2 separate regions of the Anser cygnoides genome follow, and region 2 is linked to region 1. The links are chromatin contacts, called in public Hi-C maps. All regions are on one chromosome and are shown on one strand. Each heading gives the region's core, a stretch centred on a gene start, on an enhancer-like site or on the middle of the called end of the contact. The rest is flanking DNA. Distances are from core to core; before and after follow the strand shown. Region 1 overlaps LOC106033034 (dual specificity protein phosphatase 13B-like). Region 2 overlaps ADK (adenosine kinase).

Region 1 (4,706 bases), core at 1,503-4,002:
CGTTCCTCTTCAGAAGCAATTTCCACGGCACCTCTTGGATGAATTTTAGTAGGGAAGATGAAGAGGATTTGAGTGCTCTCTTGAACAAAGATTTTTTCATGGAGGAAAAAAATGATTATTTGATGAACAGTCAAAAGGAAATCGCTGTAAATAGACTTGGAATCATTTCTTTAAGAGTGGCTTGTGTTGTATCCCAGCTGCTCTGCCTCTAAGCAGACTCTTTACCGTCAACTCAGGGGCTCTACCAATTGTAAAAGCAAGAATTAACTACTGCCAGATTGAAGTCTCAAAATATAAACCATTTTAGATATGGAAAGCAAAGGGGGTGGGGGGGAGGCTGATTCATAAGAAAACTTCTGAGCATTATTGTAACATAAATAATATGGCATCTTTCACCTCAAATAGCCTAACACTTCATAAAGTGATATGAGCTTCACTCCTTGCTGAAATGCAGCTATTTCTGAAGTGGAACCTGATATCTTTTCTTTTTTTTTTTTTTTTAAACCAGCAGAGCAATGTTTTAAGGTGGAGAGTGAAGGATACAATACACAGTCAACTGTAAGTATAATCTAGGATGGTGTTGCAAAATGGGAAGATCAAGTAAAATGTACTTTTACTAATAACATGCATTCTAGCGTATCTTAAACTTACATCCTTAGTTTGCAATCGTAATTCATTTGAAAGAGATTTAGGAAACTCAAGTAATGTTTTGTCTTCTTTCTTTCTTTTAGGACTACTTTCTTACAACTCTTTGCCAGCAGATTCTCTGTTTCCTTTCCTCTCTTCATTTAATTTAATGTCCAAGTCTCGGAGCTGGCTGAGGAACCCTGTGTTTGGGCAGATGTTTCTGTGAGAACCCACTGTTTTCAGAGCATCCACAAGTGTCATGTTTTCATGGATCATCAAAAAGGCAAGCACTAAGGATGCAGAGCGGCTTACCCCTATGGCACAATGCACGAACACTTTACCTGCAAAAAGAAGAGACATGAGGTGAGCAGGCTTTAGCATTTCAAAAGTGAAGGGAACACAGAGAGGACAAAAACTACGAGACGTGAATTGGCAAAACAGCTGTGGTGTTTGGTGGGTACTCATTTTTTTTTGTGGATGGCCTAAGATTGTGCTATAGATCTGTTGCAGTGGTATTTCATACTGAGTGTATGCATCTAGTTTAGGTCTCTCCGTAGTTAGTGAAGAGAATAATAGAATTAACAGAGCTTATCTTGATGCTCAATAGCACTAGAAAGAAAGGACCTAGGCACTGAAGTTAGGTATTGGAAATGGAGCATTATGAATGTTCTTCCCTGACTGAAGTAATTGTATGGTGGACTTTTTTCATGGAAGGTTTCAAGAGTGCTGTGGAGACTGCATTGGTTGGTCTGAGGTAGAAGACTAAACATTCCCATGCTGACATATATTCAAAAAGTTTTTGCGAAGTTATACAGGCTACAAGAGCCTCATGTTTGCATTATCCCTCCACAGACTGCATAGCTCCCTGACAAAGCAGTGCCTGGGGATCTGCTGGCCGTTACCCTGCAGGAGGGGCCTCCAGTCCCGTGAGGAGCTCTCACCATACAGGAGAGCAGGGCAGAGGAACCTAGGCTGGTGACTGCTCCCAAACCAGGTCTCATCCAAACTCTCTGGGTTCTCAGATATTTGTTCCCAGATTAAAATAGCTGAAACTTTCTGTGGAAGGAGAAGCTTTCTGTGACAAAACTCATTAGTGTAATTTTTTGTGGGAAAAGGAAGTTTTGGCAGAAAATTTTGGTCCAGCCCAGACTGTGATCATTGACAAGTCCCATAAACTCTGTGGGACAGTCTGCCTATAAAAACGGACTCGTAATTTACTGTATCTCAGCAGCCCAGTGTGAGCTATAACTAGGGATTTAATAAAGCACTCCAGTGAAAGCAGCAAGATCTCACAGCCAGAGTCGGAGCAAGCTCTGGAACAAATGGAAATTATGATAACTAGGCCCTAATCCAAACTCTGCTGACAAAAATTCAGCAGGCTGCGGGTCAGACTCGTAGCTTGTAACTTAGTTCATTAACTTGTATTTCTTCTCTAGCTTAATAGACAGCCTGGACCAGGCTCCAGTTGTGTGAAGCACTTTGGTACGTGCAGCCTGTCAGCCAGTGCTCCCAGGTGCCGGCGGGGAGCAGGCGCAGAGCTGCCTCACGGTACGGGGCCTGTGCCTCTGGGCTGCAGCCCTGGCCAGGGTGCTGGGGGCACGGACACGGCAGGCAGGCCCTCAGACTTTGCTAGGAGGCAATTTCTGCAGGGTGGGCATGAGGGTGCCAGCCCTAGCTGGCAGCCACCTCGTCGTGGCCACCTCTCCATGTACTATGGAGCAGCATCCTGTTCTCCCAGCCATACTCTGCGTGTGCTTTCTCAAACCCTGTTAGTGCAACGGGAGGTCCGTTGGCTCATGTTGAAGCTTCATCCCAAAGCTTGCCTCTCTCTTACCTCCTGAAGTGTTTAAGGCTTTGCCAATGAAATTGGCAGCGTCGTAGAAGAAGATACTTAAATCAAAGGAAGGATCATCAAATGCTTCTACTCCGAAGTACTCTATTTTCAGATCTTTGTAATATCTGGCTCCCGTGTTGATACTGTATGGCCCATCTGCTGCATTAAGGATGTGAGTAATGTTGAGGCTTTGAAGAGTAGTTTTGCACCTAGCAGCCCACCTGTTGAGAGATGCGAAGGGTTCATTGGCAGCACGCCTAACATTCTGGAAAAATATCATGGTTTGACGTTGGTGCCTGCTCCCTCTAGGGAAGGATGCAGGAAATGCATCTTGCTTACAGCACATGTGAAGAAGCCCATAGCAAATGAAAAATGTGGTGTGGTGGTATGGGGAGCAGCGTGAGCACAGGCTTGCCTGTGGGATACTGGTAGCTGAGCAAATACCTCCCAGCAGTTAGCCCCTGGGAACACTGCTTACTGTATAGAGTGGTCAAGATTTTACTTCACATACGTGTTTAATGAGATCTGCAGCTAATCTCTCACTCACTGTGTGCGTGGGTGGCAAGGGCGAGAACCCTCCCAGATGCAGCACCTTGTTCCTGGTTTGGACACGAAGCGGCTCTGTCATGCTCACCAGCCAGGTTCTCCCCCTTTCCAGCTATAAACTAGGAGTGAAGTTATTCCATAAAGTTGTGCTCCTTAACTGATGTATATATAAGGAGGAGGAGAAAGGATTGGTAATCATGAGCTGTTGTTCTGCCCATCTGATGATCTTTGTAATCTGCGGTAATCTAAATAGAAGGAAACAGCACTAAATAGAAGTGGTCACGAGTATGAGGTATTTGAGTGGAAATTCCTATTTGATATTTTCAGTGTTACCATCTTTGAAAAGAAGTTTGGATTTGGACTGCCAAAATCCTTACTGCAAATTTTATTTGGGTCCTTGTCCATCTGGCTCCTGATCCTGCTGCTCCTGTATTTGAGTGGAAGGCTACAGTGGCCTTGTCTGCTGCCCAAGAGCTCAGTTCCCAGGGCAGATAACGCTTCTCACAGTTGACACTAATTTGGGATGGGTTCTTTCTAGACTTCTATCTAGAATACAAATAGTTCTTACCCTGCCAAAGTCTGCTGTGGTTCACAGAATGCAGAAAAAACAACTCAGACTACAAATTACCCTTCGTCTGTCATGTTTTTCATGACATTCAAAGTCCTTGTGTTATCAGTTTTGGAAGCTTGTGTTGTGAAAACATTCCTATAGACCCAACAGCTGCTCCCCAGTGCACCACATCCCTTCCTTCTCCTCCCAGGGACTGATAACAGCTTAATAATAGGACCATATGTTCTTACGCATCTCCCAGGTAAATGTTTGGCCAGACTTGGTCCACGTGATTATCCAACCCTCCTCTGAACCAAATCAGCCGCTGGAGGTCTGCTAGCGCTGGTGTTTCATAGGAGTCTGGGCTCCCTGCACTGCTGGTTGGGGAAGAGTCATCTCTGGTGTGAGGCATCTTGCTCCTCTCTTGCACACACTCGGTTTGTCTCAGAGACAGCTTTACTGAAATGAATTAAGAGGAAATTTTCATACAGAAATAATAATCCCTAGGAAGCAGTCCTGTTCACTGCCCTCCAAATAGCATTACATTATTATAACTGGTGTGTGCAGTAGAGCCTGCAGGTGTTGCTGAAAGCATCCAGAGAGCAGGATTGACTCTGTGGTATGACTCTACAGTATGTAATTCATCCCCTGAGAAGGCAGCAGCATAAGACGATATGATTTAATTTCTTGTCAAGTAATGCTGTTAAAAAAGAACGTCCTGTGCCACCTGAACACGACATTAACTGAAACTCGTAGGTGCAGGTATTATTGTTGTTACTGTAGCTCTGATGAGTGTAATACAGGAAAGCTCCAGCACTTTGTGTTGGAGAGTGTTTGTGCACACTTGCTTCTTGTTAATTAAAACTGGAAGTTTTTGAAAGAATGAATCATTGGACTGACTTAAACTCACAAGGCTTCTAGGGCCAGGGTGGAAATCCTAGGATGCGTACATAAGACATATTCATATAGTGTATATGTATAAATACATAAAATATACATGTGTAGAGTTTTTCTTTCATTTATATGGATGTATTTATATACATACATGCAGATCTACATGCACACGTACAGTTATATATGTATGTGTGCATACAAGTAGAAACAGAGAGAATTTGAACCAGGTTTTTGTATATCTCAGGTGAATGTCCA
Region 2 (4,706 bases), core at 1,249-3,748, 460 kb before region 1:
AGTTTTATTTGTGACTGAAAAAATAGATGTCTTTGTCCATTCAGTCTTTTCTGGACTAAACTTAACCCCTAGAGTACCAATTAGTGCTCAGGATAGTGGCTTCTGCAATTTTAAAGCTAGTGATCGTCTATCAGAGCAGTTGAAATGGCTTTTGTGAACAGAATTTAGTAGTTGTCAATTAATTGCCTTTCCTTTCAAAGAACTTTAGAAGGAGACCTCAAGAGATCACTTAGTTTCGTTCCCCCTAATCCAGCCAGAGATGCAACTTTGCTGTTCCTGGTAGATGTTTGTCTAGCCTTCTCTAAAGGTCTTTGATGGAAATACAAAGATGTCATGTGGAGATGGTGCAGTCTTAGTACACTGTATTGGTGTGCCACTTTATTTCTACTAAAAAGCTCCCTTTCCCCACCACTAGATGTAGGTTTTAGTCTTTTCTGATTATAATTCTGTTCCATGAGCTGTCCTATTTTGTGTGACACAGAACAGCTTATTCCATTCCTCTTTATTTTCATGCTCTCAAGTCTGTCCTTTTCTCCTCCTCTGTAGACTGGAGATTGCACGCTATGTCTCTTCCTGCAGCTCACATCATCTCAACTTCTCAATTTCACTGTGTTCTTCTGGCCTCCCTCCAGTTGTAGTTACTTCATGAAGTGTTACCAAAAATGGGATGCAGTCTTCCAGCTGTGGCCTTACCATATGTAGTGTGGAATTCCTAAGGCATCAAATTAAAACACATTAAACTCAAAGCTGAGAGAATACAGTATTCTGAGAAGTGGTATTGCAATTGTAAATATTATTCTTTAAATTTCAACTTTTCTATCTCTTTGCAAGTGCTGGTTGCTGTGACTTAAAACTAGAAATTGCCTAGTATTAACATTCATATTAATTATGAAAAAGACTAACAAAAACTTAATATTTACAGCATCTATTACTTCAAATGTTTCAGGTTTACTTATTTTGTTTTAAGAATAACTGTTTTACTAACTAGCCTGCATTCAAATATTGGTTGACTTAATGTTTTTTTCTGAGTGAACATGGGAGAAATAGATACTTGAACTTGTTCAGATAACAGACTCTCTGAAGTTCTTTGAATATGTTATATAGACCGCCAACAAAATAGCGGTGCATGTTTAATTCCCAGAAGTGTTTCTTTGACTCACAATTCTAATGTGGCTTTGGGGAGTTCAGAATTGCTTTTTAGGAATGGCTGCAAATTTATGGTGTTCTGGGGGGAGTGAATTGTTCTTCATTGCCTCCTGGTAAGCCGGAGACCATGAGTTGAAGGCAGTGTGTTATCATCATTTTCAAACTGGAGTGATCAAAGGTGTACATCATTTATTTATGATGACCAATTCTTTGTACTTACAAGTAGGCTTTATGTCTGATCTTTCCTGTTATGAGCAATAATGTTACAAAATCTGGCTGTTTGGTTACTTTACAAAAGTTTTCCTTTGCACCAAATCTTCTCTAAGTACATGAAGTGGTGGAGAGCTTAGTTCAGTAAGCTAAACAGTGGAGAAAAAACAGCAAAGAGGGAGTTGGATAAATTGCAGAACAAGGCGGGCTTGCAGGATGAAACACAGAACTAATGCCTATAAGTAAACAGTGCAGAAAGAAGAGTGGAGAGGGAGTTGGATAGATTACTGGATGGATAGGGGTGGGATGGGAAAAAAACGAAAAGGGTTTTCAACTGAGAAGACAAAACAGTATAGGACTGGCAGGAAAAATCCATGTGCAAAGAGTGTGATTCTGTATTTGCTAGAGTGAGGTTCTGTGCACCTCTCCACCCCTATAGGCAATAATGCAGGCCAGGCAGAATAGCCTGCTGTGGGAGGAAAATACGGAGACCTGAGCTGTTTGTTTTTTTTAGTATGATGGAAAATATCACTTAGAGTTGACTGTCTGATCTAATCAGGACATCTAGGAGACTTAGCAGTGTAAGTATGTATGCCCAGTATGGATATGTGGCTTTACATTTGTAAGGAGATGAGTGTGTTTTGGTGTAAAGCTGATTTTTCTTACTGATCATGAATAACTTTGCAGATCTGCCGGGAAATATCTCATCTACTTATCTACATACTTACACAGCTCAGTAATCATTGTATATGGGAGTCTCAGACATTTTAAATCGATTTGTTCTCGCAGCTTTCTGTTAGATCAGATTGTAATTTTATGGATTTGTGGCCAAAGCAAACAGGGAACGTAGCTGGCTGCAAATTGCATGGGAAACTTGCTGCAAAATCAGAAGCTGCATGCCTTGACCATGGAGCCATCTGCTTATTCTGAGCAGGGTCTCCTGCCCTAATACTGTGCTGGCTGTATGATCAGATGACCTTGCTTTACAAGCGGCGGAAACAGAAACTGACACAGACTGCTGCTCCTGTCCCCAGCCCAGTGATTGCAGATGGAGTGCAGCTGCTGCGAGGGATCCAGCCCTACCTTCTGGTCACATGAGTCAGCTGGTGCAGTTGCAGCTGCAGATGCCAGTGTCTCTGCTGAGCAGCTGAAACCAATAGATATTATTCAAGCTGGTGCAGGAGCATGTGGGAGGTGGCGGAGATGAACTCCCTGTGCCAGTTCAGCATCTTTGGCACCCTGCCCCTGCATCCTGGCCTGGCCGTGTCTCTCACTGATGTAGCTGGCTCTGGCTGGGAGGGGGGAAACAACAGAGCTCTTAAGGAACAGCAGCACAGACCACAGGAATACAAGGATATTACTTCATTTCAGTTGTTAATTCCTCAGGTAGAAGCTAACAAAACTGAATAGACACATTCTCCTATCCTGCTTGTTCTAGATTTATTATGGATGTAGGATGTGTGCAGGTCTCACACTGGCCTATCAAAGATAGGATCATAGTCTTCCACTTTTTTGGAAAAACTACTTTGGGAAATTAAGTATTAGTGCAGAAATGTGTTGAGTGCTGTAAATTGAAAGTGAGTATTTAAACGAGAGTATTAGCTACTGTAGTTGCCTGTCCTTTTAAACTGTAGTGACAAGTTACTTTATAATTTTGGTGAAAGCTGAGATGGGCTATGATCATTTGCTTCTGAATTCACTTATCACCTACTTGAAAAAAAGTTATTTATCTTAAGCTAATGTTACTAGTGTTCAGCAACAGTGAAACGTCTGTATGCAACAGTGAATAAGCCCACCGTTCACCTCTGTTGACAGAATTCTGCATGGATTTCTGATTTCTAAACAAAACTAATGGTGTTGGACTGTAATCCTAGCTGCAGCTATGGGAATATTCTGAAATAGCTTTCTTAAAGCTTTCTAGCACGTTAAATATTGAACTTCACAATGAAGACAAAGTCATGCCATCCTAGTTGTCCAAATGCACTTGTGAATGGTTGGTATAATTTATGGGAGCCTTTCCTAAATTGGAAGGTTGCGCCTGTGTCAGTGGTTGGACACTGAACTTCTAAATAGTATGACTTTAATTATTGTTTTTTCTCTATGCTGAGAAAAACACTCTGCAAACATCTTTAAAACCAGTTATTTCTTTCCCTATTCCTGGCATATTGGTTATTGTAGATGACAATTCCTGTACAGCAGCCTTTTTTTCATTTTATTTTTGTTAATGAGATTTTTTTTGGCTCTGCCACAGCTGCTTACCATGAGGTCACCACTTCGGTACTTGAAAATCTGAAATAATCACTTTTCTAAGGAAATGGGATATAACCAAATGGGTAGGAGGGAGAAACTGAACTGAAAGACGGGAATAAGAAGAAAAAAAAAAAAAAAGAGGAACAGGCCTATAATATACAGAGAACAGATTTTAAAAATAAAAATGTATACTGAGAAGACACTGAATTATTTTCTACTTGAAATGCAACACAAAGCTGATGCTTATGCTCCTAGTTCAGGGGAAAAAATATTTCAACCTTCAGTGAATATATGAGAAGGATTAGAGCACTGGAACAAATTTATATTATGGATCTTGTAAATGTTGCAACGAGCAGGCTCTTGTATTTGATTTTTGAAGTTTGGTGTTGTCTTTGTACAATTACTTCTATGTGCAGCTGCTCTTTTCAGGCTATTTACTAGTACTGCATTTGCATTTCCCACCTAGTTCCGTATATTCTCGGGATGCGAGCTGCTCTAAGAAGTGTGATTAGAAGAACAAATGCCCTGCTTATTTGTTTTACATTTGCTCCACTAGGATCACGGAAGTAAATGATGAAATTTTAAAAGGAAAGATATTGCCACTGGATGGTGCTATTGTTTTGTTATTTAACTTGCATGCTGTGGTAATGTGGACGACATGAAATCTCCATCCTTGTACTCCCCAAAGATTTTGCAAAGATCTGCTACAAGCAAATCCTGTGTATACAGGTCACAGTACCAATGGAAAAATAGTCATCATAACCTGTATCTGCACAAAGGTTGGGCAAGGGTAATTCTGTCTGGTGTGATCTGTATTTGACCTTTGCAGATCCATGTTTAATGCAAGTTTGGGTGAGAGCATTTTTTTATGGATCGTGATGTTCTCAAGGAATGGGATCTATTTGAGCCAATCAGCTCTGAAATCTGCATATTCATAAAATATCTAATTATCCAGAAAGAGATGCTGAGTTACTGAAATTGTCACTTTGAACGTTTTACTGACAAGAGGACTGTCTTTTAAAACGGCAGGGGTTACATAGTTAGCTACTTACTACGTTACAAAAAATAAAATTTTGACTGTTTAATGCAAATATACTGCA

Evidence for each region. A called contact is a pair of places that touch in the nucleus more often than the background predicts.
Region 2: a Hi-C map of liver shows a contact between it and region 1, with 2.8 times the contacts expected there. The contact joins two enhancer-like sites. A contact is called at or near these places in 4 of 7 Hi-C or Micro-C datasets (fetal liver, granulosa cells and liver).

The regions. Positions count from the first base shown.
Region 1 is chr7:36,754,652-36,759,357 of Taihu_goose_T2T_genome, reverse strand. LOC106033034 (dual specificity protein phosphatase 13B-like) reads right to left here. Exons shown (of 5, transcript XM_013176341.3): 3 at 3,809-4,016; 4 at 2,462-2,682; 5 at 1-968. The coding sequence starts at 3,969. The coding sequence ends at 742. Among named protein-coding and RNA genes, the nearest start is that of DUSP13A, 25 kb to the right of the region's middle. Within about 2 kb of position 2,752, at least 1 of the 3 cell types and tissues checked has open chromatin away from gene starts, as enhancers often do.
Region 2 is chr7:37,213,358-37,218,063 of Taihu_goose_T2T_genome, reverse strand. The region is part of intron 3 of ADK (adenosine kinase); the gene reads left to right. Among named protein-coding and RNA genes, the nearest start is that of ADK, 48 kb to the left of the region's middle. Within about 2 kb of position 2,498, at least 2 of the 3 cell types and tissues checked have open chromatin away from gene starts, as enhancers often do.